Regions from separate parts of the Mus musculus genome. Here all the other regions are linked to region 1. Evidence: chromatin contacts called from public Hi-C, HiChIP or PLAC-seq and promoter capture Hi-C data. All regions are on one chromosome and are shown on one strand. The core of a region is the stretch at or near the end of the contact, and the rest is flanking DNA. Distances in the headings are between cores, read along the strand shown. Region 1 holds the start of Stk11ip (serine/threonine kinase 11 interacting protein). Region 2 holds the start of Cnot9 (CCR4-NOT transcription complex, subunit 9). Region 3 holds the start of Ctdsp1 (CTD (carboxy-terminal domain, RNA polymerase II, polypeptide A) small phosphatase 1). Region 4 holds the start of Pnkd (paroxysmal nonkinesiogenic dyskinesia). Region 5 overlaps Epha4 (Eph receptor A4). Region 6 overlaps Epha4 (Eph receptor A4).

The links. Promoter capture Hi-C pulls out the DNA fragments that hold promoters and counts their contacts. Hi-C and Micro-C count contacts between places; a contact is called where the count stands out from the background. HiChIP or PLAC-seq counts read pairs in DNA pulled down with a chosen protein or histone mark.
Region 2: a contact with region 1 is called in an H3K27ac HiChIP or PLAC-seq map of thymic regulatory T cells, with 4 times the contacts expected there. The contact joins the promoter of Cnot9 here to the promoter of Stk11ip in region 1. A contact is called at or near these places in 2 of 39 promoter capture datasets (liver and pre-B cells), 2 of 484 Hi-C or Micro-C datasets (CD4 T cells and CD8 T cells) and 1 of 115 datasets of contacts at active chromatin or transcription factors (thymic regulatory T cells).
Region 3: a contact with region 1 is called in an H3K27ac HiChIP or PLAC-seq map of double positive thymocytes, with 4 times the contacts expected there. The contact joins the promoter of Ctdsp1 here to the promoter of Stk11ip in region 1. A contact is called at or near these places in 1 of 39 promoter capture datasets (pre-B cells), 2 of 115 datasets of contacts at active chromatin or transcription factors (double positive thymocytes and pancreatic cancer cells) and 1 of 9 other capture datasets (adipose tissue).
Region 4: a Hi-C map of CD8 T cells shows a contact between it and region 1, with 7 times the contacts expected there. The contact joins the promoter of Pnkd here to the promoter of Stk11ip in region 1. A contact is called at or near these places in 1 of 484 Hi-C or Micro-C datasets (CD8 T cells) and 1 of 115 datasets of contacts at active chromatin or transcription factors (bone marrow-derived macrophages).
Region 5: an H3K27ac HiChIP or PLAC-seq map of embryonic stem cells shows a contact between it and region 1, with 5 read pairs. The contact joins the enhancer-like site here to the promoter of Stk11ip in region 1. A contact is called at or near these places in 2 of 39 promoter capture datasets (embryonic stem cells and hippocampal neurons), 10 of 115 datasets of contacts at active chromatin or transcription factors (embryonic stem cells, extraembryonic endoderm stem cells, pancreatic cancer cells and 1 more) and 2 of 9 other capture datasets (adipose tissue and embryonic stem cells).
Region 6: a promoter capture Hi-C map of embryonic stem cells shows a contact between it and region 1, with 10 times the contacts expected there. The contact joins the enhancer-like site here to the promoter of Stk11ip in region 1. A contact is called at or near these places in 2 of 39 promoter capture datasets (embryonic stem cells and hippocampal neurons), 4 of 115 datasets of contacts at active chromatin or transcription factors (embryonic stem cells, extraembryonic endoderm stem cells and pancreatic cancer cells) and 1 of 9 other capture datasets (embryonic stem cells).

Annotation. Positions count from the first base shown.
Region 1 is chr1:75,520,102-75,522,978 of GRCm38.p6, reverse strand. Stk11ip (serine/threonine kinase 11 interacting protein) reads right to left here and starts at 1,450. Exons shown (of 25, transcript NM_027886.3): 1 at 1,337-1,450; 2 at 1,130-1,215. The coding sequence starts at 1,190.
Region 2 is chr1:74,504,804-74,507,672 of GRCm38.p6, reverse strand. Cnot9 (CCR4-NOT transcription complex, subunit 9) reads right to left here and starts at 1,613. Exons shown (of 8, transcript NM_021383.5): 1 at 1,212-1,613. The coding sequence starts at 1,235. Usp37 (ubiquitin specific peptidase 37) reads left to right here and starts at 1,852. Exons shown (of 24, transcript NM_001310662.1): 1 at 1,852-2,013.
Region 3 is chr1:74,390,260-74,393,167 of GRCm38.p6, reverse strand. It overlaps Ctdsp1 (CTD (carboxy-terminal domain, RNA polymerase II, polypeptide A) small phosphatase 1), which reads right to left and starts at 1,559. Exons shown (of 7, transcript NM_153088.2): 1 at 1,204-1,559. The coding sequence starts at 1,270.
Region 4 is chr1:74,283,106-74,286,300 of GRCm38.p6, reverse strand. Pnkd (paroxysmal nonkinesiogenic dyskinesia) reads right to left here and starts at 1,267. Exons shown (of 10, transcript NM_001039509.1): 1 at 1,164-1,267; 2 at 291-459. The coding sequence starts at 1,230. It overlaps Aamp (angio-associated migratory protein), which reads left to right and starts at 1,563. Exons shown (of 11, transcript NM_146110.3): 1 at 1,563-1,798; 2 at 2,260-2,415; 3 at 3,088-3,195. The coding sequence starts at 1,678.
Region 5 is chr1:77,445,482-77,448,697 of GRCm38.p6, reverse strand. All of the region lies in intron 3 of Epha4 (Eph receptor A4), which reads left to right. Among named protein-coding and RNA genes, the nearest start is that of Mir6352, 50 kb to the left of the region's middle. Within about 2 kb of position 1,432, at least 10 of the 459 cell types and tissues checked have an H3K27ac peak or open chromatin away from gene starts, as enhancers often do. A contact at or near this core is called in embryonic stem cells, where this site is marked.
Region 6 is chr1:77,472,692-77,475,605 of GRCm38.p6, reverse strand. The region is part of intron 3 of Epha4 (Eph receptor A4); the gene reads left to right. Among named protein-coding and RNA genes, the nearest start is that of Mir6352, 23 kb to the left of the region's middle. Within about 2 kb of position 1,560, at least 18 of the 459 cell types and tissues checked have an H3K27ac peak or open chromatin away from gene starts, as enhancers often do. A contact at or near this core is called in embryonic stem cells, where this site is marked.

The sequences.
Region 1 (2,877 bases), core at 201-2,700:
TTCAAGGTGTCCCCTGGAAGTCTAGAAAAGGCACAGCATGGGAGTAATTATTAACACAAACCAGAAAATGAACTGCCATCAAGAGACTCCAAGGATGCCATGGTGGGAGTATATAGATATGGAGCACTAATGCCATCGAGGTCACACATTCCAAATGACAGCTGCTTCATCTAGATCTCATCCTTATCTCCTAAAGACATCCATTAACCCCACCTTACAGATAGGAAAGCCGGGGCTCAAAGAAGAATCTCTCCTTTCTGTGTGTGTGGGGAGGATGCTAGGGATTATAAGTCAAAGTTTTGTACATGCTAAACATATGCTCTGCTACTGAACTATATCCCCAGCTCTCAAAGAATCATGATTGTGATCATTTAGCTGATGATGGCAACCACATAACAAACAACATAGTGCCAGGCGTGGTGGCACATGCCTTTAATCCCAGCACTTGGGAGGCAGAGGCAGGCGGATTTCTGAGTTCGAGGCCAGCCTGGTCTACAAAGTGAGTTCCAGGACAGCCAGGACTACACAGAGAAACCCTGTCTCAAAAAAAAAAAAAAAACAAAACAAAAAAACAAAACAAAACAAAAAAAAAAACAAAAACCAAACAACACAGTGATCTTTGCCATGCCCAGGCACTGGGGCAGCAACTATAGTAACACTATCTTTTGAACACTTATTATGCATGCATGCACTGCACTAAATAAGCTAACTAAAATCCCGCTATCTTTTGCGTTCAATACAATCCCTATGCTAACCTATCTGAGAAGAATACTGAGGGTCTAAAAACTTATCCAAGTCTGATAGAGGGTTGGGACTAACCTATGTGGGTCTCCAAATCTCTGGTGTCTAAGGTGCTTATACTTGGCTTTCGGTACAAGTGATTATGTTCTTGTCTGCAAGTGTTTAATCTATTAATGATCCCTTTCCTCTGGAGAGTTAAGTGCTATGAGAGATGGATAGAGTTTAGACTGTCAAAGGCATGACTGTAAACAACGCGTCACAAGGAACACACCCAGAAGACGCCGGCACCTCGTGACCCCGCCGGCAATGACTCGGTGATTCCCGGCGTTTCTGGACAGTATCGAACACACCTAGAACTCCCAACCAAATAAGCCAGAAGTCCACTCACCCGACTCCCGCAAAAGTCCCGCCAGCTTCCACACTACTGAATCCCGCGGAGCGGTCGTCATAGCCACGGGACGCTGGGGGCGGAGCCTGGGGAAAGGGGAAGCGGAAGAGCCTCAGGTGGGCAACAAAAGCCCAGAGCTTTCGTGCAAATGGAGGCGTCGCGCAATGTAAAAAGTAAGCATCAGCTAAAAAGAACGATCTCTCTGACCCCTTTTCCAAAAAGCATTGGGCCTCGGGAGCCCATGGGCCCGCGTAATTCGCACTCCAATCACTTTGGCAGCCGGGCTCTTTTAGGGCAGGAAGTCCCGCCCCGGAAGGCAAAGGACCTACCGGAAAGCATGCCTTCGCTACCGGAAGCCACGCCCTGGGCGAGCCGATGTGTCAGTAGGACGGAACTAGCCGGGATTAAGCCCCTAACGGGGCCCCAGGTCTAGCTCGGCTCTGGGTGGCCCCTTCGGCAGAGAGAGAAACCTGACTCTTGTTTGCAGACTGGGCGGGGAAGCAGAGCTTGGAGAAATGGGATCTTGTATTAGAAGGAAAAGAACTCATCCAAAACAAATACTGATCTTCCAGTTACATAGCTGTCCTGTCCTTGCGAAGTTCTTTTATATCAGCCAGAAGGGCTAAGGCTGGCAGGGATGCCACTCTCAAACCCCCTTTGCTGTCATAGTCCTCAGTCTCTAGACTTATTTTTCCTTAGGGTTTAGCACACTCTCAAATTGGTCCCTGGTCTCTGATTTCAGAGCTCTGGAAGCAGAGGCAGGAGGGTCTCAGTGAGTTCAAGACCAGCCAGCTCTAAATAGTGAGTTCCAGGCTAGCCAGGGCTGCATAGTGGGATCCTATCTCAAAAACAAAAATTAGTCACTGGTAATGACCTGAACCTGTATTTGTTTTGTTTTGTTTTTAACTGTATTTACAGCTCAGTACACCTAACTAAAAGTGGTTTTCCTAAATTTGAAAATAAAATATATCAATAATTAACAAAAGCAAGACTGTTGAGTTTTCTACTTCCAAATTGGCACTGTAGCTTTTTTTTTTTTTTTCAAGATAGGGTTTCTCTGTGTAGCCCTGGCTGCCCTGAAACTCTGTAAACCAGGCTGCCTCTGCCTCCCAAGTGCTGGGATTAAAGGCGTGCGCCGCCACCACCACCCAGCACCACTGTAGTTTTTACCCTGGCTCTTGGTCTGGCAGTTGACATCAACTTCTGGTCTACATTATGAAAACATTTCTTAGGATGGAGTGACTAGCTAGGCTTGGGAGGGGAATGTCTTTTATGAAACAATCCTTTCTAACACAAGAAAGTTAAACATGAAGTGTAGGACTGAAGAGATGGCTCAGTGAATTAGAGCACTGGCTAGGCTTCCAGAGGACATGGGTTCAAGTCCCAGTACCCACATGGCGGCCCACAGCCATCTGTAACTCCAGTTCCAGGTGGTTGTACAATCTCTTCTCATCTCCATGGGCACAGCACATGCATGGTGTAGAGGCATTCAGGCAAAACATTCATACATGCAAGTGTTTGCTTTTAATGAAAAATCTAAAGAGTAGAGTTGGAGTCAGTCAGTTTTAGAGGTGGTGGAAGGCTTCTCTAGCCTGAACAAACTTCCTATATACCGTCTCATGGATCTGGGACATTTTGTGCAATTGATAATCCATTACATAGCAACTGTCAGTCCTTGTTTATCGATCACCTGAAGCTGGCCATGGGGGAGGAGCCATAACAATCAAGTCAACTGTATCAAGCCAAAT
Region 2 (2,869 bases), core at 364-2,863, 1.0 Mb after region 1:
TAGACCAGGCTGGCCTCAAAATTCACAGAAATCCCAAGCACGGCTGTCCTAAATATTTCTTTTTATACTTGAAGTTAAGGTAGTTTTTCATATTTTATTTAGTCATTATGTTACGTTGTCTCATAATGTAATCTAAATACATTATTTTCCTGATAGCATTTCCCCTTGGTGAAACAAAGTGAAACTGGCCTTTGGAAGTGTCTTTAAACTATGCTGCTTCCAGTATGGTTGTGAGTGTAGCCATTCAGTCAGCATTATTTGAGTGCTTACCTTACTGTAGTAGGAACTGTCCCAGTGGTGGGGAAAACAAGTGAACAGGCCTCACCAAATACTTGCCCCTGACTTACAGAGTACAGACAACCCACAAGTAAAAGTAAAATAAAATATAAAAGTCTAGTAATTAAACCGTGGGATCGGTGCTCTATATGAGAAAATGTTGGGGTTACAAGCTACTATGAATATGGTCGGAAAAAGTCACTCTGAGGTAAACTTGTGTGTATGTATGGAGGCAGAGTCCTAAGAAAGACATTCCAGGTAGAGAATATGTAACAGAAAAGTTCATATACTTCTTGGTCGGAGCTTAGGGAGCAAGTGACAAAAACCAAGCCCATAAACGTGACTAAGGACCACATCATACAGGGCTTGTAGGCCAGGGAAGGAGTCTACTTTCTCTAAATTTAACCGAAAGCCATAGTACGACTCTAGGGAGGTATAATACATGATTTGCTTTTCTTGTTAAAAGATAAAACGCGAGGCGTGAGGAAGTCTTTCCTCATGCAAAAAGCAAGTGGCTTGAGCTAGAAGCCCATTTCCGAACCACTGAGATGTGCCTAGGCGAGGAAGTCTAGGATCACGGGACCAGAGCGAATGGCCGTGGCAGTATCCTCATCCCCGCCGACGCCCAGCATTCACAACCCGCGTCCAGATAAACTGACGCCAGGCGCAAAGGAATCAATGAATGGCCTGCTGGGGCAGCGCGGGGCGCGGGACCAGGCCTTGGCGCTGGCAAACAACGCGAGAGGCCGCGCGCCAGGCCAGGAGAGGGGGCGGGAGGGGATGAGAGGGAACAGCGGGGGTCCGGCTCCGCCACGGTCGGCGTGTGGAGACCCCCAGACCTTGCGACTAGGGGCAGGAGCAGCTGGACTCAGGGCCCGGATCTGGGAGCTAGAAAACAGGCTGAGACGGACATCCGAGCGGGAGCAACCACTCACCGCTGCCGTTGCCAGGCTGTGCATGTTTGGAGCGGCCGCCGCACTCCTCCTCCCGCCGGACGCACCGGACCCGCGTCCCAGCTTCAGCGGCTCTGATGCCCAAGATGAAGTGCCGCCATCCGCCTCCGCCTCGCTCCGCCCCCTTCGCGGGCCTTTGACCTCTCACCTCTGACCCTCCGCCCACCCAGCCCTTTCCCGCCTCCCGGACCTCGGCCTAGCAAATAATCTCAAAGTATGTTCTTTGAACCTTCAGATTCGGGATCAAAATGACGTCTGCAAACTACTGGCCCTCGTATCCCCACAGCATCGCAGGTAAATCCTTTGAGAGACGTGAACTCTGACTTTCTCCCGAAGGCCAGACAAGGGCGGGAAAAGGCCAGCAGGCTTGGAAGGACACGAATTGCGCATGCTCAAGCGGTTGCGCGTGAGGAAAATGGTAGGAGGGCCAAAGTTGGTAAAGTGGACGGTGCGCATGTGTATTACAGTGTCGTCACGGCGGGGGCGGGGCCGCCCGGGTTAGGGGCTGGGCATGGTGAGGGGCAGAGCGAATGCTTGAGGGGCGGGACTTGCGCGCTTACGCGCACGCGCCTGGACTGGTTGCGTCGAGAGTGCGTGCGTCCGTACGTGTTTGCGTGTAGTCATAGTTCCCGCCATCAGCGGGTTTAGGTGTGCTAGGAGAGAGACCGGCCTCGCTCTCTGGGGCTAGTAGAGCCCCTTCCTTCCGAGCCTTTCGGCTCCACCCCCTCCGCGGGAACTTTGTGCTTCCGGCAAGCTTGTCCGGAGCTGGGACCCTCTAGCGCAGGTAAGACGAGCCGGGACAGCTTCTGAATTGAGCCGTTTTCCCCGGCACCCCCACCCCACCCCTGCGGTCCGCCCACTCGGCGTCCACTTCAGAGTTCTCCCGGCTGCTGCTTAGCCCGCCCCGGGTCCTTGGATACCCAATGCCTTACAGGTGCCCCGTTCGAGTGTTGCCCCCTTTACTTCTCCTTTAACGCGTCCGTGTTGTCACTTGCTTTCTGCATTCTAAATCTGGCCTCTCTTCACCAAGGTTCAGGTGGTCTCAGCGTACCTCCCTGCAAGGCCTGCTGTCTTTACAGGTGACTTTGTTGCCACATATCCATTAAAACCTTGACTGCGATATTCACACGCCCGCTTGACCATTCTTTACTTTCCTACTCCTCTTAGACATTACTCGCTGAAAGGGAGTGTAATTTTTGTCGTGCCTTTGGTTGCTACCCATATCTAGCCAGGACACTGACGGTGTCTATTGAACCAATTTTAAATCAAAATCTGGAGAAAAATAAAAAGGTAATAAAGTTCCGTGTCGTTGGAGAGTTGTACTGTAGTGTTTTTCAGATATTCCTTTGGCGAGTTAACAGTACCTGATGAGTCTATAGTTGAAAGAACTAATCTAAGAGGGAATGTTAAGGGGGCATTTTGGTTTATTGTGTTAAGTATTAGAGGAGGCTTCTGGGCCAGACAGATAGGCTCTAGTGTGTTTGTATGATGTTTGTCATTTGTCATGTTAATATTTGGGTGAATATTCAAAAGAATAGTGTTGCATACTGGCAAAAGGAAAAGGAGGGACTGAAGACCCAAGGACAGATGTAATCAGTTGGTAAGAAATTTTGTCAGGGTAAATGATTTGGTTTTGGACT
Region 3 (2,908 bases), core at 310-2,809, 1.1 Mb after region 1:
ATGGGGGTGGCTCTGGCTGGCTGTCCTCCAGAGAACCCCGCTTCCATGAGCCCCACCACGGGCCACTTCAGGGCCCCTGCAGCTCAGCGTCTTAAGGAAATCTGGTGTGGCTTTTTAGGAAGGCAGCCACTTTAAGAAGTAGATGGCTTAAGGAGGGGACCGATTTTTCTCACGGTTGGTTCTCAATCATCTGACCCCACAGGTGGACGTTACCTGAGCATCCCCTGCTCTGGACCTTCAGGGCTCAGGGCCCTGTCGTCCACTCCCACTCTCCCTCCATTCTGTCTACCCAGTGAGTCCAAAGTCCCCATTGAGCCTGGGCCCAGAGGCCAGTGTCCCAGGGCTGTCAGCCCCACCGGCCCCACCTCCTTCACCCCGCCCCGTCTCTTTGCAGCGGCCTGTCTAAATTGACAGACCTACCCCCACCAAGCCTCTTCTCTAATCCTTTCTGCCTCCAGGCCACCCCCCCCCCAACCCCCAAAGAGCGAGGAACTGGACAGTGGACAAACCCGGAGTGACTTCCCAATCTTGAAATTCACACAGGGGAGGGAGGGGTGAGCCCCACTCTTGCGAGCCTTAGGGGCTCCGCATAGGCGGGCAGCACCCCTTACAGGGTGGGTGCAAGCGTGCACAGGCCCGAGGCCAACCGGCCTAGCCTGTTGCAGCCTGGGTGTCGCGTGCCCAGCTGGATACAAGGCCCCCAAGTCTGTCTTGCAAGGCTAGGGGCTCTCTGCCTTCGAAGGTGTCGTCTGCACCTCCACGCGTGACGCCCGAGTTTGTGGGAACCTGGCTGTGAGTTAGTTGGCGGGAGATCCCTGCAAGCCTCCCCAGCCCGCTGTCACCTCGGCACCCCTTCCAGACCTCAGCCTGGAGGGGGCGGAGCCTCAGCGGGTGGCCGGGTGGCCGCCTCACCCCCACCTTCTCGTCCCATTGGCGCCAAACTGGGGGAGGGGGTGACGCCCGGGAGCCCGCCAGCCCCTCGCTCGCCTTCTGCCTCAGTTTCCCCACTACGAGAAGCCTCGAGCGCACTGGTGGCGCCAGGCCCCGCCCAGCGCCTCAGACTCTCGCGGAGTTCAAACTCTCTCGGCCGCACTGGCCGGGGCTCGGGCCGGGCCAGGCCGAGGCGCGCGCCCGGGACAGCGGCAGCGACCGCAGCGCGGGGACGGCCCCTAGTCCGGTTCTGCCCTCCCGCCGCCCGCCTACCTTTGCCCCGCAGCGGGCCCCGCGCCTCCTCCTTGCTGATCTGAGTAATGACGGCCGAGCTGTCCATGGGGCCCGGCGCGCTCCGCTCCGGCCGGACTCTGGCCCCGGCGCCCGGCCTCCCCCCCGGCTCGGGCCGGAATCGGGGCGCGGGGGGGAGGGGAGGGTGGGAGGGAGGGATCCCCGCGAGCTTCGGAGGGGAGGGGAGCCAGGTTCTCGGGGGGAGGGGGAGGGAGGGGGCGCGGAGGAAACTTTGTTACAACATGGAGTTTCCTCCCCGCGAGGCGGATGCAAACATGGAACCCGGGCGCCGTTTCAAGGCTTCCCCTTAAAAGGGCAACGGCTTCGGCGCGCCTGGGACTCCGCCGCAGCTTTCATCACTTCTGGGGCCCGGCGGGCTGGGAGGCGGGCCGGGTTGCTGCGGAGATCCAGGGGGCGTCGCCTCTCTTCCTGCGGTGTGCTGGCCGGACCGAGCGTTCTGCGGCTGCGTGGCAGAGCGGACAGCCGTAACCCGCCGCTGCGGGCCACCGAGCCCCGGGACTTGAGGCCCGCCCCAGGCGCCCAGTCGGGGAGTGCCCGAGGACGTCGGGGCTCCACCTCCACGCATTCCAAAGTGCTGACACGATCTGCCTCCGTTTGTTCCTCTGGAAAATGGGATGACGCTAACTTTCTGTAAAATGGGTTTTAGTTTTTTTTTTAATTGAAATATTTTATGTGTATGGCCTGTAAAAATATATATGTTTATGTATGTACTCCACATATTTGTAGTGCACTCTGAGGCCGGACGAGGGCGTCAGATCCCCCTGGAACTGGAGTTAATAGCCGGTGTGGGCCTTAGGAGCGGAAATAGAGTCCTTTTAAGAGTGACATGTGCCCCTGAGCCATTTTTCCAGCCCCTAAAAAATTTAAAGTTATATTTATGTGTGGAGGAGGATACACGTTCTACGAGTGGAGATCAGAAGTTCTCTTCTTCCTCTCTTTGGGAGAGGCATCAAACTCAGGTAGTCAGGCTGGCCAGTAGACACCTTTACCCCCAAGCCTTCTCACCGCCTCTACAATGGGTCTTTTGTCTAACGTTGTGAATATCCCGTTCCCCCCCCCCAAAGGCATTCTTTGCTAGCCCCAGTTATGCAAACTCATCAAATTGTGGAATTGTAGATAGATTGATTTTATTTTTGTGTATGTGTATGAATGCCGGAGCCTTCAATGGCCAGAAGAGGGCGCCATCGCCTGGAGCAGAAGTTGGAGGCAGTGGTTAGCCTTGAGTGCTGGCACCTGAACTCATTCAGGTGGCCTGCATGAGCAGGGACTTCTCTTAACGGCTGATGAACCTCTCCAGTCCTAAATTATGTTCGTGATCCAACTGTAACTATCAGCATTCCCTGCAGTCTCGAGAACATCCCAGGATTGAAAAGTCCACTTCGGCGCCTACCTTTACCGACTGTCCTGTAGCAAATCTCGCCCTCTTCCCCTGCCAAACCCTGGCAGAAGCCGAGCCTCTGCTGCTCAGGGCGCCTTGTATCTTGTACGTGCTGTTCCCTCGGCTTGAAACGTGCCCCTTCGTCCTTGGCAGAGCCAAATCCCATCGAACTAGAAGAAATACCACCTTGTTTAGAGGCCCTCCACCCCCACCCCACCGCCCCTATCTGTGATTATTAGAGGGGCCCCGTCTAGGGCTGGCTGTGCTCCCGAGTGCTCAGGGGACGCC
Region 4 (3,195 bases), core at 18-2,517, 1.2 Mb after region 1:
CTTAATTACTGGGATTGGAATGTGACCCCTGCTCCCAAAGGGAAGGATGAATCCAGTGACTCAAATTCAAATCAGATCAGCTCAATTTGCTCCACAGAAAAGCCACTATCCCCCAATTTTACATATTTTTCCACCCTAGCCCCCCCCCCCCTTCTGAGAGTCCATCCCTTGACTCCAGCAATTTCCTTCCCTTGGATTCAGCTCTCCACCCGCATTTCAGAGAAGTTTCTAGGTCCCCACACCTTTCAATGCACTCCCCACTGGTAGGCAAAGGGAGCAGTTAAACTCACCAGGCTAGCCCCACGGCTTTCATGGGGTTCTTGCCCCTCTTTCTGGGAATGTATTCTAGCTCAGGGGAGAGGGGCTCGGGCTCCTCCTTGCATTCTGGTGAGCTGTGGCTCTGCAGTGCTCTGGTCCTGTTCTGGGAAGCCTTGTTAGCTGTGGCTCCAGAGAGGATCCCTGTGAATGAAAGTATGGCATGTCAGTATGGGAGATGAGGAAGGGGAGTGACTGCAGTCTGGAGTAACAAGTGCAGTGAAGAATCTAAAGAGAAATGGGAAAATCGCCATCGGGTGACACCTTTGGAAGGCTACTTAAACGTCACTGCGGGCTCCTCACCCTGGTGCCAAGGCAGTGAGCTTCGCTGCTGTTCTATTCAGAAGTCAGGCTGGGAAGGACTGCAGAGGAACTCACCGGAGACATACGTATGAAGGAAATCCGGGGAACTGTTTTAAAACTGCAGGACCTTAAGCTATCCTTAAGGATAACTAACTCCATCCCGTCGAAGAGGAAGCTGAAGCCCGAAGACGAGCTGCTTCGCACAAGGTCAAACCGCTAATTACTCAGTGCTAGAACTCAAGCCTCCAGATGCCCAGGGCTCTTTCCTCTGCACTGCGGTGAGTGTGAAACCCCTGGGGCGCGGGAGTCTAAAGGTTTCTTTGGTACCCTCTCTAGCAATAAGACCCTAGACACGCCGCGCAACCTAAACGCAGGAGTTGGACTGGGTGACCTCTAGAGCATCTTTTCACCCCCAGACTCTCTAAGATCTTGCAGAGAGGTGTGGGCAGCAATTGGCATGCTGACTTCCTGCTGTCGCGCTGGGTGGGATATAAAGGAAACGGAATCTTTTAAAACCCTGCCCTCCCGAGGGTCCCTCTCCTTACCCCGGAGGACGCGGGCATTTCTCGCCCCCCGGCCCTTCAGCGCCGTAGCAGCTACCACCGCCGCCATGTTCGGGTCCCACCCCCCTTCACTGCGCTCCCCGTCGGGAATTGTAGTTTGCGTAAGGGGCCTCCCCCGCGCCTTCCGTCCTGCCTACAGAGCAAAAACTACATTTCCCAGAAGTCCGCGTAGCGGGCCCCGGAGAACTACTCCTCCCAGGAGACCCTGGAGGCGCGCACGCTCGCTTGTTTCCCTTCAGCTGGGGGCGGAGTCATGTAAGGTGGAGCTTGGGCTCTCCCGCCACGCCCCGGCCTGGTCATCCTAGTTCTGCCTTATGATTGGCGGCTCTGTTAGTCCACCACTGTCGCCATTGGCCCGGATGCCGTCGCTCTTTCGGCCGGGAGTCACCTACGCCTACTTCCTCCCGGGAGGAGGGGCTCGAGTTCCGCGTCGTCGCGCAGAGCTGACTCTGGGAGGCGTTTGGGCCCAGAGAAGTGGATCGGTAGCTTTCGCCGCATGGAGTCCGAATCGGAGAGCGGAGCGGCCGCTGACACCCCGCCTCTGGAGACTCTGAGCTTTCACGGAGATGAAGAGATCATTGAGGTGGTAGAGCTGGATCCAGGCCCGCCGGACCCGGGTGAGAACTGACGCTCCTGAGGCCACGGGACAAGAGGCGCTCACCCCTGGCCTCTGACCCCTGCTTCTCCCCAGTCCCCCCTCCCCCCTTCCCTACCGGTCGTTCCTACCGACATTTCTCTCCCAGACCTCCTCCCCTACCCCCCACCTTTAGTTTCTAGGCCTGGCTGGGTGGGGGTTCCCTGACGCCTCCCCTAGCCCTTCCCCTCACACACCCCCTTCCCATCATGCCCTCTGTCCTCTCTTCCCACACGGTCGCTGGCCAACACCAGATCTTCAGACCTAGCCTCTCTCCCCCTCCCCGCCCCCCAAGTGCTCTCTTCCTGCTCGGTACGTGTGAGACAACATCTTAACCTTTGGCCACACGACCCACCCTAGCTTCACCTTTTTCATTCTTTAACCCTTACCCCATTCCTTGTATTATCTTTGGAGCTCCATCTTTTAACGCTTCTCTCAAAGCAGATGATCTGGCCCAGGAGATGGAAGACGTGGACTTTGAGGAAGAGGAAGAAGAAGAAGAGGGCAATGACGAGGGCTGGGTCTTGGAACCCCAGGAAGGGGTGGTCGGTAGCATGGAGGGCCCGGATGATAGTGAGGTCACCTTTGCATTGCACTCAGGTAGGCCTTTGAACATCTCAGATCAGTGCAGATGGGCTTTTGAGTATGGCCTGTTGGTCCTAGGCAGCTATTATAAGAGACCAAAGTGAAAGCCACCTACTTTGGCCTGCAGGATATTCAAAGGAAGGGCCATAGGGCACTGGGGTTAAGTGTGACCCCTGGGTTCAAATCCTACCTCTGCTGTTTAGCAGTCTGTCAGCTTTGTTAGCTTTCTGGATCTTGGTATTCTTTAAAATATATATATATATATATATATATATAAAATCTTGTATGAAAGTGAATGGAAGTAACCTAAGTGGAAATTAAAGGTAGTTTACATTCCAGAAGGGGCATTAATAATAATCTCGGATGCCAGCCTCATGAAACTCTCATAACTTAATTCATACCTAGCCTGGTATGGCCTGTCCTGTCAGCTGTGCACCTCAGAGAACGTGGTAAGGGGAACAGCACAGCAGGGGGCTATGCTCCAGAGGAGGTCACAGCTCTGTGGGCTCTGGAAGGGTTTCTCTAACAACCTGAGGCTCCAGACAAGAACTGGATGCAGCTGTCCCAGGAAAGAGCAGCTATGGCTTTGGGGAAAAAGGGAGTGTGCTTCCTGAAGGTTCTGAAAGACAGAGCTCTAGGTGAGAACCCGGTTCCATCCCCATTCTCATGGACTATGTCTTGGGACAGCGTCTGTGTTCTGTGTGAGCCTGGACCCCAAAACCAACACCTTGGCAGTGACAGGGGGCGAAGACGACAAGGCCTTCGTGTGGAGGCTCGGTGATGGAGAGCTGCTCT
Region 5 (3,216 bases), core at 183-2,682, 1.9 Mb before region 1:
TCGTGGCTCTCTTCTTGTCTTGTATTCCTGTGTCCTATGATTTCAAAGTGTAGACCCCTAAAAGCTCTATATTTATTCTGCTACCTTTGGTGAAGACTCTTAAGTTATGCTTGCAGGTAAACTAAGGAAACAAATGTCTCCTTTTGCTCCTCTGTATTTTCCTTTTTCTTCTTATTGTTCTCCATTTTCCTTTATTTCATGTTAGCATAAAGAAGTGATTAAGCTGACGCTAAAGGGTTGGATGGAAGTTTGCTGTACTGAGTTGATCTTTCCATGAGAGACAGGAGTAGATCATCCATCCTGACCATCTTTACTGGGACAAACAGGAGAAAGATGCTTCTTGAGAAAACATGTTGGATTTGCTTACAAAGTCATTCGCTTACAAAAGTACAGAGCAGCAGTTCTCAATCAACTCAGGGGAAAAAAAAAAAGATGAGAAATAAGTATTTGTCACTGTGTATTGTGCCAAGTGCATCTTCCACAGGAATTATGTTTCGAATAAAAAGAATGGTGAGCATCTCAAGATGCTTAAGTAGAGTGGTGAATAGATGCAGGATGCACTTATGCATCTATGGGCTAAATTCTGAAAGGCTGAACCACACAGAGCAAAGAAATGTACCAAACCATCAATTTAGCAGGTCATTTTGAATGTAGGCAGCAAAATGGCTGTGTGTGTGAAAAGCCACTGCTATATTTTGAAAGAGCCTTTCTAAGAATCCTGAAATATTAATAACATGGTCTTAATGTAGTTAAGGGTGGCAGGGGCTGCCGAGAACAGCACAATGACAATTTTGTATTTTTTTTGCTTGTGCTTGTAAAAGCGAGAAGTTAAGAGATGAAAATAGCCAATGTGTTGAAAGAACAGCAGCTTTCAATTTTCTAAATTGGTATAGGACTCTGTATTTCCCCGAATAAACTCATTTATCCTTGGGAACATGTTGATATGAACATTGAGGAAGAAACTATATAAACTCAAAACACATTTTCTCTCCCCTTTAAATTCACTGAAGAAGTCCATAGTAAGTTTTGAGCTCTTAACAAATTAGAAGAAACCAATTAGAAGAAACCATCTTCCAGTAGAATTCAGTGTTTTCATTATCATAGTGACCCAGCCACTGACTAATTTCTATCAATTATCACCTACTCTCATCTTGCAACATTAAATGTTGATGTTTGATAAAAATGAAAGTGTGCTTGAATTAGCCAGTGGTCTGGTCCCCTAAGAAAAAGTTAAAAAAAAAAAAAAAAAAAAAAAAAAGAAAGTCCTTCTCCCCAGGCATTTTGACAAAAGCCCCCATTCCCTCATGGGGCTTAATAGAAAGTTCCTGCTTGCTAAAATGAAGTCATTCTCCTTTTCTCTGGTTAGAGGAACTCAGTGGCTCATCATTAACATGACTGGGTGCCTATTAACTTGTCAAGGTCAAAGGTAGCCTCTAGGCTCCCTCAGTCTCTGCACACCAGCCCCACCTCAGCTCACAAGACATTAAAATCAGTTGTGTCTTGTTGGTACTCCTAACCTGAGTTTCTAGTTGTTTTTGTCTTATGTAACTCTTCTGAGTGGCAGGTGAGACCCAGAGAGTTTGTGCATTTGTTTAGGGCTCTTGCTGTGTGATTTGGGACTCCAAGACCTGGCGGGCTTCTTTCCACCAATGTCCGGGTTGCAGATTTTTCCTGAACACCCTAGGGCCATCTTAAACACGACCCAAAGCACCTTGCAAGCTGAACCATATCTAATTGTGGGATGCATATGAACTTGGGAGACATAAATCACAGCTACCAAAGCAATTTGTTTTTCTAAAGATGCTTCGGTCCAGTGAAAGACAGAAAAGCAAACAAGGGAGAGATTGATCTGGGAGCACATTTATTGTTGGTGCTCCACACGCCATAAAGTTTTGGCTCGTTAAGGGAATTCCATAAACAACTTTAGTTAATAAGAGTGAAGTAACTGTGCCTTTCCGAGCGCCTGCTAAAGTCCTTTTTCCCGCTTGTCATTATGGGAGACGAAGAGGAGGCAAATTCATGCAGACCAGGCCATAGGGTGAGGAGGCGGGCTTCAGTGGATGGTGTGGGGGTGGATGCGTTTGGACTGATGTGGCAGCTCTCTGTGGCTGTCCTATCTCCACAGCACATTCAGCATATGTGGATCACTACATCTATTCCTTTTGGAGAAGTCCCTGGATGGCTACTGTGGGTGGTCTTCTTGCATGTCCGGCTAGTGGACGGATCCGTCCTCAACACAGGTTTTGGTAGTATCGACACATTCTCAGACCATGATAAATGAAGCTAGTGTAGAGAAAAATCGCACCGAGGAAATTGTGGGTAACTCATTTTCTTTCCCAACCTCCGATGCTATGGAACCACTTAATTATCCACGTCCTTATCTGTGACCTTAATACTTGATGGGGCCAGTACAGTTTTTATTTTAGGTTAAGATAGGTTTAGAGAACAATCATAAAAGGTATGGGAGGAAAAAGAGGGGGAGGTTGCAAAGCCCTATTAATTAATTTTTATGACGAGGTTTCACAGCAGCATTGAGTTTTTCCACTTTAGTGAAAGTAGTCCTCTGTATCTGTGTGATGTTTATAAAGCTGAGATCATGGAAAGCCATCGCAGGTGCTTAAAAACCTGCATTCTCTGAATTCACCTCTGTAGGGTGCTCCTTGCAGGGGGCAGAGGGTGTGTGCTGAAAATGAATGAAGGTAGGGGAATCCACACTGCACTTGTGAATAAATAACATGTTATTAGCTGGTTTTTATTCCAGACTCTTATCTTTAAGTAGCCTTCATTGTACTGTCCGGAAAGGAAGTGGCTTGTGCAGTGCCCAGTCCTGCCTTCTTGAAATGTTTTTGTTGTGTTTTCTATTTGAGTCTTTTTGTAACCATAATTAGGGAATAACTGCTAACCAATTTTGTGTTAGCGTCTGGACACATTTTCATTCAGTTGATTAAAACAGAGATCAACACCCTGCCCCCACCCCCCACCCCCACATATGTACACCCTCAGATTCAAAAGTAAGTGGTAGTATGTCCAAGTTATGGGGGACAGAAGACTTGGAGGTCAAAGCTGACATGTAACAAGTTGCAGTTATCTGCTGGAAGCTGGGATTCTTCCTTTTAAAGACATTGATGACAGCAGTGTTTTGGAAAGGGGGACAGAGTAAGGTGGATCAAGATAGTGCCTCTTACCCTGAGATATTCCGGTAAACTTTGATTGCGC
Region 6 (2,914 bases), core at 311-2,810, 2.0 Mb before region 1:
TACAAGGGTAAAGTTTCAAGCCTTCTTGGTATGCTTAAGATCTTGAGTTCATACGCTAGCATGGAGTAGAAAAGAAGGGAGGGGAAATTCATTTTCATGCACCCCTAAATGAAGGGCAGTTCTCTCTCCTGGGGAAGGAGAGTTACAGACAACTTACCTCAGGAGACTTAACTGTTGCTTGAGGAACAGATAATTGGAAGTAGGCTGCACAGATAAGAAAGGCTGCTCAGTTTGATTATAGATATAAAATTAAATTATCAAGTAAATGTAGAGCTACTGGAGGAACAGAAGTTATGGACTGTTGAGAGCTTTAGAGTGTGCTGGCACCTTGACTAAGGCTATGGCAGCCTCCAAGTGGTTGTTTGCCTCCTTGTAAAAGGTGAGGAGGAAGGAACACAACCTCAGCCACTGAGCAGGACCAGGGCAGGACCAGGGCAGCAGTGGATTGTTTACCTGCTCTCTGAAGTGTATACGTTCCTCTGGGGAGGAAAACTGTGGAGGCACATGATCAAAGACAGAGTCAGCACAGTGTTCCGTTTCGGAGAAAAACTTGTTTAGAGGTAGGCTGGTTGTGGATTAGCCCCCCAAAACTAATAGAAGCCATTAACGTTAGGAGCCAAGGCAGACACAACTTATCCAAACCATTGTGGACAACCAGATTGCCCACCATTTGTTGATTGCTGGTTAGCTTTTGTACAAATCCATTAGGTTCTACAGTCATTCTCTTAGGCATCCTTATGTCTAGATGGCCTGACACGATCTCTTACCTGACACCAGGTAAGAGACATAACATGGCTGGATTGCTTTCTGTATGCAGTTAAATTCTCTGCTTACCCAGGCTGGACAGAACAAATGAGAATTGCCAGCAGAAATGCTGATTAAATGTGCATGTGATTTACTTCAGTATAAACCACAGGGCGTGCCACGGAGAAACTGCAGGAGACCCAAGTCTACCTATCTCCATTATACAGATAGATAGATATAGGAGTAGCCATGGCTCTGCTGAAGGTGTGTATGGAGTTTTGCTAGTGATGAAAATTTTTTCCAACTCTACAAATCTTGCAGTTTTTGTTGTATTGCTCTTTCTATTTTAATACAGTAATCACAGAGGTGAAAGCAGGTATTTAAAATCAGGATGACTTCCTTGGAAGGGGCCAGGCCTCTGGTTCCATTTTATATATATAGGATAGAACTACAAGTTGGAGACCATTCAGTGTGCCCTGGTCTATGTATCTAGAAGCAGCATTGATCTTAGGAGTCACAGGTGGGTGTAGACCAGAGTTTTGGCCTTTTCCTTTCCCAAGACACACCTTTGAACTTCTGCTTTGAAGAAATTTCCTCCTCCCTTGATGTCAGTTACCAGGTACCTCGGCTCAGTGCACATCTGTGCCCTTGACTGATGCCCACTTGGGGCGGGGTACGGGGCGGGGGTGGGGGGTGGTGAGGAGGAGTGTGTAATTGCTACTGCCTCCGGTTTCCTCATTCACACAGTACTAAAAGGCCGGAGAGGCTGTGGGGAAGACAAGATGCAAGGAAGCCAGCCTGTGGTCCTGATGGGCTGTAACGGAGGTTGAATCTCACAGCAGGAAGAGTGCGGGTGCTTAGAGATGCAGAGCTGCTGGACAGCAAAATAAACACTCTGCTGTTAACTGTGACAAGCCACATTTTATATGCCAAGACCATTCAGTGGCAGGGTGTTGTTGTTGAGATGGTTGCTTGTTCTTGATTTCTCTTATGATCTCTTAAGTGTTCCAAGTCTCAAAAAAAAAAAAAAAAATCACTAATTATTCACTAAAGAGATCAAGGCAACCAGCCCCAGAGAAAGCAGGGTCCTTTCCCAAGTGCCAAAGCTCAGGCAACTGTAGGAAAAGCTGCTCCAGTTACGGAGGCCTTTCACAAACATCAAAGAGCAGAACAGGTAACCATGTGAGACCTGTCTGTCCTGAGTCAGGAGGCAAATGTGCCTCTTTGGATAGGAATGCGCTTTGCATATTTCTGTAAGAGGTCCCGTGTGCCAAGTGCTGTGACCAGCATGTATAACTGTTCCTTTCATACGCCACTAAGACCTGATACCATCTGTCTCTTAAGGGCTCACCTTGTAAGGTTTCTTTCCACTGTAGCCAGGTGCTTTGAAAGCAGTCCTGAGCCCTGCAATGGTTGTAGATCTGTCACTGGTTGTATTGACTCGACCTTCTAGATGTTCATCAGTAGCACCAGGGTGCCTCTTTGGGCAGGAACTAGAAATCTGTTGTCTGTCCTTATGCTGCCTAGTAATCTGGTATTGGATTGGTGCATGGCCAGCAGGCAGATCTAGAGCCATAAATCCAAGTACCAAACATCTCATTTGTTAGACTTGTCTTTGTGGGTTGCCTGTGTGCTTCCCAGAGAGCTCTGCTGTTCCCCTGGTAAAGGAATGGAGTCAACCATATACACCGTGGCCCATGATGTTGATTGAAGACTGTGTCCAGCAACCATTTGTGGTTCAAGACTCTTTGCTTTAAAAGAAAATCAAAGGCCTTTAGATCTATTATTATTATTTAGTTCAGCTATACTGTTAGGATTAAAACCGACATCTATATATCTATGCTATAGGTAAGTGGGTAGAACTTTTAACCTATTTAAAGTTATTTTTTTTTTAAAGAATCTTTTATATACATCAGTGAACAAACAAGTTAGTATAAAAACTAGCCCTAATTTAGAAGGTGACTTGTCCTGTGTTACCTAGGAGATAGGCTTGCTTGATTTCCCTTTCTGTGCTGGTGGAGCCTTGAATTAGAATAGCCTTTGTTTTTCTATTTGCATTTCTGATAACTGAGACTCCTGCCTGGGGCACTGCTAACTGTGCTAAAGTTCTTTGGAAGTAGGTTTTGAGCTGCTGCATGATGGCCCTGACCTCAAGAAAAAAGCGGACCGG